Linked DNA regions of Mus musculus: all the other regions are linked to region 2. A link is a contact called in public Hi-C and HiChIP or PLAC-seq data. All regions are on one chromosome and are shown on one strand. The core of a region is the stretch at or near the end of the contact, and the rest is flanking DNA. Distances in the headings are between cores, read along the strand shown.

The links. A called contact is a pair of places that touch in the nucleus more often than the background predicts. HiChIP or PLAC-seq counts read pairs in DNA pulled down with a chosen protein or histone mark.
Region 1: a contact with region 2 is called in a Hi-C map of rod photoreceptor, with 2.0 times the contacts expected there. The contact joins the promoter of Fam78b here to the promoter of Uck2 in region 2. A contact is called at or near these places in 2 of 484 Hi-C or Micro-C datasets (embryonic stem cells and rod photoreceptor), 1 of 115 datasets of contacts at active chromatin or transcription factors (embryonic stem cells) and 1 of 9 other capture datasets (pancreatic islet).
Region 3: a contact with region 2 is called in an H3K4me3 HiChIP or PLAC-seq map of bone marrow-derived macrophages, with 7 times the contacts expected there. The contact joins the enhancer-like site here to the promoter of Uck2 in region 2. A contact is called at or near these places in 6 of 39 promoter capture datasets (the C10 cell line, the HPC-7 cell line, HPC-7-derived erythroid cells and 3 more), 2 of 484 Hi-C or Micro-C datasets (bone marrow-derived macrophages and myocytes), 8 of 115 datasets of contacts at active chromatin or transcription factors (the 230-238 cell line, VIP interneurons, astrocytes and 5 more) and 3 of 9 other capture datasets (adipose tissue, liver and pancreatic islet).

The regions. Positions count from the first base shown.
Region 1 is chr1:166,999,566-167,003,059 of GRCm38.p6, forward strand. It overlaps Fam78b (family with sequence similarity 78, member B), which reads left to right and starts at 1,852. Exons shown (of 3, transcript NM_175461.4): 1 at 1,852-2,263. The coding sequence starts at 2,001. Gm16701 (predicted gene, 16701) reads right to left here and starts at 165. Exons shown (of 3, transcript NR_037988.1): 1 at 1-165.
Region 2 is chr1:167,283,754-167,287,126 of GRCm38.p6, forward strand. It overlaps Uck2 (uridine-cytidine kinase 2), which reads right to left and starts at 1,374. Exons shown (of 7, transcript NM_030724.3): 1 at 1,023-1,374. The coding sequence starts at 1,121.
Region 3 is chr1:166,786,486-166,790,169 of GRCm38.p6, forward strand. No RefSeq gene overlaps it. Among named protein-coding and RNA genes, the nearest start is that of Gm33404, 67 kb to the right of the region's middle. Within about 2 kb of position 1,651, at least 51 of the 459 cell types and tissues checked have an H3K27ac peak or open chromatin away from gene starts, as enhancers often do. A contact at or near this core is called in bone marrow-derived macrophages, where this site is marked.

The sequences.
Region 1 (3,494 bases), core at 602-3,101, 280 kb before region 2:
TGTGGCCTGTTAGAGGAGTTCACACGTGAGTACCAGATCCAGCAAATGCTCAATGATCGTGAGGGGAAAAAAGGTTAAAAGAAGCTGCTGGCTCTGAACTATGAGAGAAGACACGTAATTAAAAAAAATCATCTCTTAAATATTCTTCCTATTTGACACCCGAGATCACAATAACACACACGTGGCAGATACACGGAATGGAATGTGCAGGCCATCTCTGGCGTCAGTTTCCATCGGGAGAGAGCGGAGACCGGCGGCTCTTCCGTCAAGGTTTCACTCTGACACAGCTGGTAAGAAATGACTGTGTGCTGGTCACCACGCACCTTCAGGAGAAGCAAAGACAAGAAAAGATCCCTAAGATCCCCAGCTTTCTACAGGGATTAGGGTTTTCTACAAATTGGCGCCTTGACTTTGTAGAATCAAGTGGTTACTCTTTAATCCTCCTGGGTTCTATAAAGCCCTGAACTTCTGTTTGTATTTAACAGGCCTTAGGTAAGACTGGGAGGGTAGCTAAGCGTTCTAATCTACCTAGATGATTCCACTAAGTACAACTTGTCTAAAGACACAAGACATTCAAAAGGCAGTGTTTCCCAAGGAGCTCCAACAACCCCCCCCCCCAACACACACACACACATACACACTGTGTGTTGTTCTGATAAGAGTATTTTCAGAGATTGTGGAGGGGTGATATGAAAACAGGCCATGAGTAGACTGAGCTGGTGCCTCGACTAACACTGGCATTTGGGGTGATTTTGTGTCAGCCTCCAATGGGATTTCTCAGGTTTCACTCTCAATACTGTGGTGCAAAAAAATAAAATTAAATTAAAAAATAAAGCTTCTACTAGACTAAAGGAAAATGCGGACCAGTGAACGAGGTAGTAAATCTATTTCGTGGCACTGCTGGAGGTCACACCCAACTCTAACAAACTATATCACAACGATACATCTCAGCTGGAGCTGATTCTCCAACATCTCTCCTCCCGCAGCCTCACCGTACCCCACTGTGGTTCCCTCTATACTCTGAACCGCGCCGCGCCCTCCCGGCCCCACCCATCCCAATAAGCAGGGTCCCGCTTCTACACCCCACTATCACCCGCGGGGCGCCACCTACCGGGGTCCCGGCCCCGCCCAACCCCACGTGCCGCGCCCCGCCCGGGAGCTAGCGGCCCTTTAAACACCCCCACCCTTGCACACTACCCCCCCCCCCGGACGGCAGCCGAAGAGGGACAAACTCATGGCGTACAGCCAGTCTCTTCCGCGGAGCTTGTCCCCCGTAGCCCTAGCCCGCTGGGCTCTCCGCCCGGGGCTACGGTCCCCTGGCGCCCCCCACACGCCCCCGCAGCCGGATGCGGGAGTGTGGGCGCTGTCCGGCTCCAGGGCGGGGCGGGAGGGAACACGGACTCCGCCGCCGCCGCCTGCCTCCGCCTGCCGCTCGGGCCGCCCGCTCGCCCGCCGCTGGGTGCGCTGCACGCGGGGGGCAGCCGCGGTGCAGCAGAGGTTCATGCAGCGGCGGCGGCGGCGGCGGCTGCTGCTGCTGCCGCCGCGGAAACAGACAAACCGGGCGCTGCCGCCGCCACCCTCCCGCAGCTCCATGCCGCCGCCGCCGCCTCCTCCTCCTCCTCTCCGGCGAAGGGCGGGGGGCTCCGGCCCGGGGTGGGCACCACTCCTCGCAGCGCCGCTCCCCTCCCTGCCCTCCGCCGGGGCACGGGAGCCGGAGAGAGCGCCCGCCGCCTCCTAGGAGCGCACGCTCCGCGCGCCCTTGCTGGAGCGAGGAGGCGGGCGTGGGCGGGCGTCGGGGCAGCCGCGACCCAGCGCGCGGAAAGGGGAGGGGGCTTCCCCGGAGGATGCCCCGCGGCGGCGGCTCCTCGCTCTTAGGCGCTAGCTGAGCTGGACCGGGAGCGAGCGGCGCGTCGCCATGCCGGCGTGACGGGTGCCCGCGGCTGCCCGCGCCGGGCCCCCGCGCTGCCCCACGCCGCGCCGCGCCGGCGCCGGGCGGCAGGATGGGCTGTATCCAAAGCATCACCTGCAAGGCGCGGATCCGGCGCGAGAACATCGTGGTGTACGATGTGTGCGCCACCATCGACCAGTGCCCCACGCGCATCGAGGAGACCTCGCCCATCGTCCTGCGCTACAAGACCCCTTACTTCAAAGCCTCGGCCCGTGTGGTCATGCCCCCCATCCCCCGCCACGAGACCTGGGTGGTGGGCTGGATCCAGGCATGCAACCAGATGGAGTTCTTCAACACCTACAGCGACCTGGGCATGTAAGCGACCGGCCACGCCACGCGGCGCGGGAGCGGGGTCCTGGCCCCTTTCTCCACTCTCCATTCTGAACCCCCTCCCCAACCCCTCTTACCGTTGCCCCCATCTCTTTCCGAACCTTCCTCCTGCCTCCCCACCCACCTCCCTCCTCCCTGCGCTTTTGTTTCAGTGACAGGGCGGGTGACGGGAGGCTCCTCGCGAAGGCATTTTCTCGTGCTTTGCTTCTGACTTCCTCGGAGAGGCGAGGAGAATAGTGAGGGGCAGGAAGAACGCGACTGGGAGGGTACAAGAGGCAAAGATAGGATGATTGGCGATTGTCGTGGGAGTTTGGGGGCGCAGTCTGTATTTGTGGGTCTCCCTGGGAAGTTTGGGGAGAGGAGTGGAGTCCCGGGGGCGCATGGGCTGTGTCGTGCGTCTTTTGGAGAAAATCAAGCTGGCTTGGAAGAGAAGGTCCAGGGTGTAGGAATGGGAGTTAGAGGTTCTGCCTTTGCTTCCCAGGCCAGCGAGCCTAAGGAGCATCTCTGCCTGGAATCTCCAGCTGGGCAGAAAGCCCCTCTAGCTATGCGCCCTGAGGACCAATTCTGGGGCGGTGGGGAGCTGGAAGGCACCGGATGCTCCCGGGCCAAGAGAAACTGGTGGCCTTGTGCTAGCCTGGTGTAACACGAGGTGTTTCTTAGGCTCAAGGAAAGGATGAGACACTTCATCTGTCTGGGGTCTTTACTTTTCAAAACTTTCCTAATTGCGGCGCTGGAAGGGATTCCCAGGCGCCCACCGCCTATCCAGTCGGCTGGCTGGGAGCTCTCCAACTTCCTTCAGCAGCGCCGGTTAGAGCGCGCTGAGGGTTTGGCAGCTGCGGTGCACCTAGATCGCCAGGGCTCTGCGGCCGCCAGGGGCGGACATCCTGCCCTGGAACCACACTAGCTTTGAGAGGTCGTGTTCTGGACTTTTTTATCTACTAGATTTTCATCTGCCCTCCCGTCCCCTTTCGGAACTAGACTCCGTGTACTTGGCCACTACATTTGGCTAGGAGACTTGGGGCCTGTATTCTACTTACTATTACAATGTCAGTCTAGAACACCCTAATTAGCTTGTAGCCTATAGGGAAACCCCTTTTCTGGAAATTCAACCTCATTTCATTTCTTAATCTAAAACTGTGGCACTCTCAAGGTTTCCTATTTAATATGGATGTGGGATGGGGGAGTTCTCATTTTAAAAGGTCAAAGCATCTTTTCA
Region 2 (3,373 bases), core at 124-2,623:
AGCTAAAACCTCGTGGCGCGTGGCGCGCGTCTCATGGCGCCATCCAGCCTTCCTGCTCCACGCTGCCCAGCCTTGGGGACTCACCATCCGGCCTCACCAGCGGCCGCACGCGGCGCCCAGCTCCCTCGGGCGCCCCTCATGGAGCCCGAGCGCCCACTGAACTTGGCGGCTGTTAAACGGCAGGCGAACAAGCAGCCACATCCTAAAAGGGAGCGAGGGGGAGTAAAGAAAGAACCATCTGGGAGGGCTCCACCCTTCTCCACCTGCAGTAAAGACCCGAGGTTAAGTCAAGTCGCCCCTCGCTGCCGTGCAGGAGAAAATACAAAGGAAAGAGGTTCCTCGCAAAGTCAGACTCGGTAACCCCTTCCCTGCGATCCAAGGAGCGAGCGACCCGGACACCGAAGAGCATGGAGCCTGTACAACTTTCTCACTGAGACTGATGCGGTTTTCTCTTCTAAGCATAAAAGACAGCAGCCCCTGCTGTCATCCCATCCGTGACTGTGCCCATCGAGCTTCGGCTCTCCCGGAAAGCCCTGCAACCCCCAGGTGGGCTCCCGGCAGCGGGCGCGCCACCTCGCGCATCCCGGCCAGCCTCGCAGCCCACAGGCTTGGGCCGGGGCCAGGGCCAAGCCGGGCGGAGGAGCGTACCGGGGCTCCGAGGGAAGCCCCGAAAGCCGGGTCCTTACACCCGACTTGCAAAACAATAAGCATCCGCTTTCCGCCCCTCCCCCACAAGACCCTGACCACGAGTCACAGCCGCCGCCGGGAACCAGCGAGGGAGCGCACCATCCCTGCGGGGGACTTGTAGGAGGAACCCGCATCCTGGACCCTCGGTCGCCCGGGTCCCCCCGCTGGTCCCCAACGCCGCGCACCGAGCCTGCGCGGGGTCTGGCGGCGCCGGAGCGCGGCGGCCCGGAACGAGGATCCCGCGGGCCACGCGGTGGCAGGCTGCAACTGACACGGCCCGCGGGCGCCGGCCACATGCGCCGCCCGCCGTGCGAGCAGGGCGCGCGGACTCTTACCTTCCCGCTGGCCGTGCCCCCGCTCACGCCGATCAGGAAGGGCTCGCCGCCGTTGGGCTGCTGGTGGTTCTGCAGGGTCTGCTCGCTGTCCCCGGCCATGACTCGCGCCGCCCCTCCTCTCGCAGCCTGTGCGAACCGACGCACGCTCCCCGCCCGCGACCGGGCTCGCTCGGCTCCTCGCAGGAGCAGCTGGTCGCTGCTGAGGTCGAGGCTGGGCCGGCCGCGGCTGGAGCCCGGGCGCGGGGGAGGCCGAGGTGGCTTTCCCGGAGGTGCCGAGAGCTCTCCTGTGCCCGTGGCGGCCCGTGGGGTTTACATCCCAGGCAGAGGTCAGCGTGATGAGGCTGCTCCAATCCGGGCGGGCTGCGCGCTGCTATTCGCCAGGAGTCTGGCCCCAGCCTCCGCCCCGCCCGGGCCCCGCCGCCGCCCGAGGTCTCTGGGAAAGGTGTGAGCGCCACTCCCCTCCCCACCCGCCGGATTAACCCTTTCTGGGACGGAGCGGGGGGTGGGGTGGAGGGGTGAAGAAACCGGCTAGGTCAGCGTCTTAATGCGCCACTCTGCGTCCTATTTCAAAAGAGATCAAAAGCTAGAAGAGACTGCCAGAGCAGAGCAGAGACTGGAGGTTTGAGACGCAAAACTGGAAAAGGCTGGGAATATGAAGATGGAGAATTAATGCCTAGACCCTTCATCCTCACTGAAACTTGTGTTTTCAGAGACTCCCTTCCCACCCTCCGTGTGCCAAAATAGTGTGTCACCCGCTCGGCTTAAGAGAGTTCCTGTCTTGGAAACCCCCAAGTGCCATTTTCCTTAGCAGGTCTGTCCTCATGTGACTCCCTAAAAGAAGGGTGACTCGGGGACGGTTACTCCTCCCTGAAAAACCAGTGCCCTTCCACACCATCCTAGCTCCGCAGTACTGACATTCCCGTGGAGCTAGGGTTAATGAAAATAGAAACATAACAATGCCATTTCCATTCATTGATGACTTTAACTGACCTAGTTTATTAGAGGCAGGCAATTTGTCACTTAGTTAGGAAAACAGTACCAAATGGAGACTAAAAAGGAGTCTTCACCGCGGGAGCCAGATGTCTTCATTCACATCAAGTTCCATAAGCAAGGCCAATGTGCCTCAGTGCTCTATTAAATGAAAATAAAAATGATACACGCTAGGATTTTTGATGGGCTAAAATGAATTATCATAGGTAAAGTTTTTAGAACAATGCCTGAATATCACTGTAGAGTATTGGGGCTTGAAAAGACTCCTAAAGGAACCAGAAAGGGCAGTTTTGCTGGGCACACCTGAAAGGTAGTACTAGAATCTCCGCTTCTCTGAACTCTGAACCTCTTTTTTTTTGGGGGGGGGTTCGAGACAGAGTTTCTTTATATAGCCCTGGCTGTCCTAGAACCAGAAACCTGTAGACCAGGCTAGCCTTGAACTCAGAAATCCACCTGCCTCTGCACACCTTTAATCCCAGCACTTGGGAGGCAGAGGCAGGCAGATTTCTGAGTTCGAGGCCAGCCTGGTCTACAAAGTGAGTTCCAGGACAGCCAGGGCTATACAGAGAAACCCTGTCTCGAAAAATCAAAAACAATAACAACAACAACAACAACAATAACAACAACAACAACAAAAACACTGGCTGCTTGTCCAGAGGTATGTGGGTCCAATTCCCGTCACTCACTTGGCAGCTTCAGGGGATCTGATGCCCACTTCTTGGCCCTGCTTCCACCAGGAACACTGGTGCACAGATATACATGCAGGCAAAACGCCTATATACATAAAACAGGGTTTTGTTTGGGTTTTTTTGTTTGTTTTGTTTTTGTTTCTTTTCCAAGACAGGGTTTCTCTGTATCCTGAAACTCTATAAACCAGGCTGGTCTCAAACTCACAGAGATCCTCCTGCCTCTGCCTCCTGAGAGAGTCCTGGGAGTAAAGGTATGTGCAGCCACCACTGTGCTACAATTTTTAAGTTTAAAAAGAAATAAAAAATTTTAAGTCTAACACACTTTCTTGTTTTTGAAAACATCGTTAAAGAGTAACGAATCAGTCCAACGTGATATAGTGCATCTTCTCTCTTACTGACTTCAAAAAACAAAAAGGAAATAAGAAACTTCCAATTCTTTAGTGGAAAAACACCAAGGATTTAGCTGGGTATTGTTGGCAGATGCCTTTAACCCCAACACTTAGGAAGCCGAGGCAGGCAAATCTCTGAGTTCCAGGACAGTCAAGGCTGCACAGAGAAATCTTGGGACTTGGGGGGAGAAGACAGCACTCTTTGTTTTGTTCTTTTGAGATAGGATCTTATGTAACCCAGGCTGACCCTGTTACTCCCTAAATAGCTGAAATGGACCTTCCA
Region 3 (3,684 bases), core at 401-2,900, 500 kb before region 2:
TTGGAATTGATTATTGTGCAGAGTGAGAAACAAGAATCAAGTTTCATTTTTCTAAGTGCATACATTCAGTTTTCCCAATACCATTTGTCAGATAGGCTGTCTTCTTTCTAATGTGTATTTTGAGCTTTATCAAAAATCAGGTGGCTATGGTTTATATAGTCTTATATCTGAGTTCTCTATTCTATTCCATTGGCCTGTGTCTCTAAATGTGTGCCTGTCCTGTAATTTTTTTCTTACAGGTATGTCTCTACAATACAACTTAAAGTCAGGTATTATGATACTTCAGCTTTGTTCTTATTGTTCAGGATTGATTTGGCTATCCAAGATCTTTTGTGCTTTTACATGAATTTTTATTATCTTTTTTCTATTTCTGTGATGAATTGAGTTCTCAGTTTGATTTGGATTGTGTTAAATTTGTATATTGCTTTTGATAGGGTGGCCATTTTCACAGTATTAATCCGACCAATCCACAGCATTTTAGGCCTTTCTGTCTTCTAAAGTCATATTCAATTCTTTCTTCAGTATTTTAAACGTTTTTATTGTAAAAGTATTTTACTTCCTCAGGTTAATTACAAGTTATCTTTTATTTTTTAGTTTATTTTGAATAGAATCATTTCCCTGTTTACTTTCTTAGTATATAGTTGGCATTGGTGTATAGGATGCTATGGATTTTGGTATGGCCTATAACCTTCTATTTTGCCGAAAGTGTTAATCAACTCCAGGGGTTTCCTGCAGTAGTCTTTATGCTTTCTTATGTATAGAATCATGTCACTTGACAATGAAGATGATTTAATTTCCTGATGTCCCTTTTATTCCCTTCTCTTGCCTTGTTGCTTTAAGCCCCAGGTACTGTACAAAAAGGAGTAGAGAGAGTGGGCATCCTTATCTTACTTCTGACCTTGGTGAAGATGCTTTGGGTTTTTCTGCATTTGCTATGATATAGGTTTATCACATGGATGTTCTATTGAGTTGAGATATGTCTCCTCTATTCCTAGTCTCTCTGGGACATTAAAAAAAAAAAACCTTTCTACTAATTCTTTAAATTTTTTATGTAATGTATTTTGATCTTACTCATCCGCTACTCCTTCTTCTAACTCCTCCCTGATCCAGGCTCCACCTCCCCCTATTTCCAACTTGTGTCTTCTCTTTTAATAGCTCACCAAATCCAGCTAGTGTTACCCATACATGTACGGGAATGTGGTCATCCATTGGCGCATGGGCAACCTTCCAGAGGTCACGCCCTTACAGAAAGCAGAATCCCCAGAGTGATGTTGGATTTTATCAAATTCTTCTTTACATCTATTAAGACTATGATGTGATTTCTAACCTTGAAACCATTTATGTTATGGGATACATCGAGTGATTTACATATGCTAAGTTAGGGGATGTACATGAGTTCTCTTCGGGCTAAGCAGAGGCTTCAGAAGGATCATGATGTAAGTTATCTTGCTGTTACCCCTACTAAGAGGATTGAGCTATGAGGAAGTAAGCAATTCTAGAAGTCAGAAAGCCAGTTTGCTAGAAATGATCAAACCAGAGGTAGTATTTTATGTTGGAAAGACAAAGAATGGAAAGCACTTCCCCACCCTACTCAAAGCCTGCATCCTCAAATGACTATATTCAGGGGCTGTTAAACAGGAAGCTTTAAGGAACAGTCATCGTGAGTCAGAGGAGAAGTAGCCAAAATGGGGTTCTGACAGCATACTGGAGGAACTGACTTATCCTGAGCTGTGAAGAAGCAAGAGAGGGTATTAGCTATTAGGTATCTTCAGTGTAGCAGGCCTGTATGTCTCAAGAACTAAAATGAGTGACACACTATGGGATTTGTCTGAGATGTCAACAAAGACAAGGAAACAGGGATTCAATGAGCAGAACATGTGATGAGAAAATGTTTAATATTCACATGGAATGAAGTTCAAGCTGTTAGGGAGATATGGAACACTTCAGCAAGGACAGTTTGCCTCTAATTAAGCCTTAATAGGTGTCTGGCTCTAATTGGTTTTGATTCTTTTTAGCATGTACTGAAATTATTCCCCATTCAAAGATGGTCTCAAGGTCTGACTTGCCAATTTGGGAACTAAAGAAAAATTATCTTTAATGTCTTGTTATGGGCATCTTCCAAGTGATATTATCTATTTGCAGAAGCCCACAGGTGAGTCTCTGCCCCTAATTCTCTATTTCTTATGTAGACTCCTACCCATTCATGGTTTTTTTCCATGTCTAGGGTTCATGAGATATTTAGCTTAATTCTCAGCTGCTGAACAATGACGACAACAAAATCATAAAGTATCCTAGATATAGGTCACTTGATAGGGAAACCAATAAGATTCTCACTTTCAATGTTTTCTCCTCTTAAGAGCTGTCCTTTCAATTTTATATTTACCCATAACCCTTTAGGAGAGACAGCATGCCATAATGAGAAAACAAACTGCCCAGAATCTGGGAAGCCATACAGAACAAGATCTGAAGGTTCACTGTACAATCTATGTTTCAGGTTCCAGGGCCACAACAGGCAATCTCCAGGCTACAGGTCCAAGTGGGGCCCACCACCCCTTCCTGATGGTGTATTCATAATAGGAGAGAAACTCAGGCAGAAACCAAAGTGGGAAGACTAGGAGAGGAAATTAAAATCCTTTAGTTGTTGTGTATTAAGTCGTTGCAGCACTCAAAGGCAGCCATTCAAATCATTCAGAAAGTCCTGAATAAATGTTTCAGTAATGAGACATGCAGAAGGGAGCTTGTCACCCTGTGATAGTCTCCCTGCAAAGAGTTTGATTTAAGGTTGGTATCAAAGCATGAACCATGCTAAAATACAATTACAAAAGAAACAGGAATTTCATTAGTGGGTTGCAAGGAACAGCTTGGGAGACTGGAGAGAGCTGATAGGTAAAGGCAGGATGAAAGAGGAGAGAAAGAGGCAATATCCATGGAGACAGAGTCCACTGGTCCTTCTGCTGCCACACTGGACAGAAGGGTGGAGAAGCTGACTTCAGGGAGAGGAAGAGAAGAGAGGATGTCCTTTCAGTGTTGAGAGTCATGAGTTTGAAGGAGAGCATCCACTTCCTGTGATGGCTGCCACCAGGATTTCTTTGCTCCTTTGTCTCCAGGCATCCAGCATGCCCTGCTTCTCTATTCATGTGATTCTGATAAGCCATAGAAAATGTAATTCAAGAGAACTGAGGTAAAAGGATCAAATGATTAGATGTTGAAGTCCAAGCTCTCCTACTTATCAGTGTTATCACATGGGTATCAATAACTTCCTAACTCGTCTTCATCTCCTACCATGTGTAGTGTCTGTCTATGAAACAGGCACTGGTACTTATTGAGTACTTGACAGACAAGACAGTGCTTGTAGTCATTTGGTTCCAAGAGGGCTGATGTGAATGCTCCCAAAAGTAAGGAAATGCAACCCAAAGTGCTGCAGAGACACCAAAGTCATGTGACAAGACAGTCTCAGAAGTTACACTGACATTTATATTTTAAAGTGAAAGAAAACAATTAAGCTTTTTTCATATTTACTTGAGTTATTAATTAACTAGATAATTATGTGACATATTATGTTTACATAAGCATTGTAGAAATTGGTATCAATTACATAATTTGTATATATGTGCATGAGGTAAGGGTTTAAAATCATCTTGTTTTTCAATTCTTCTCTCATACAATGCATCCCAGTGACAGTTT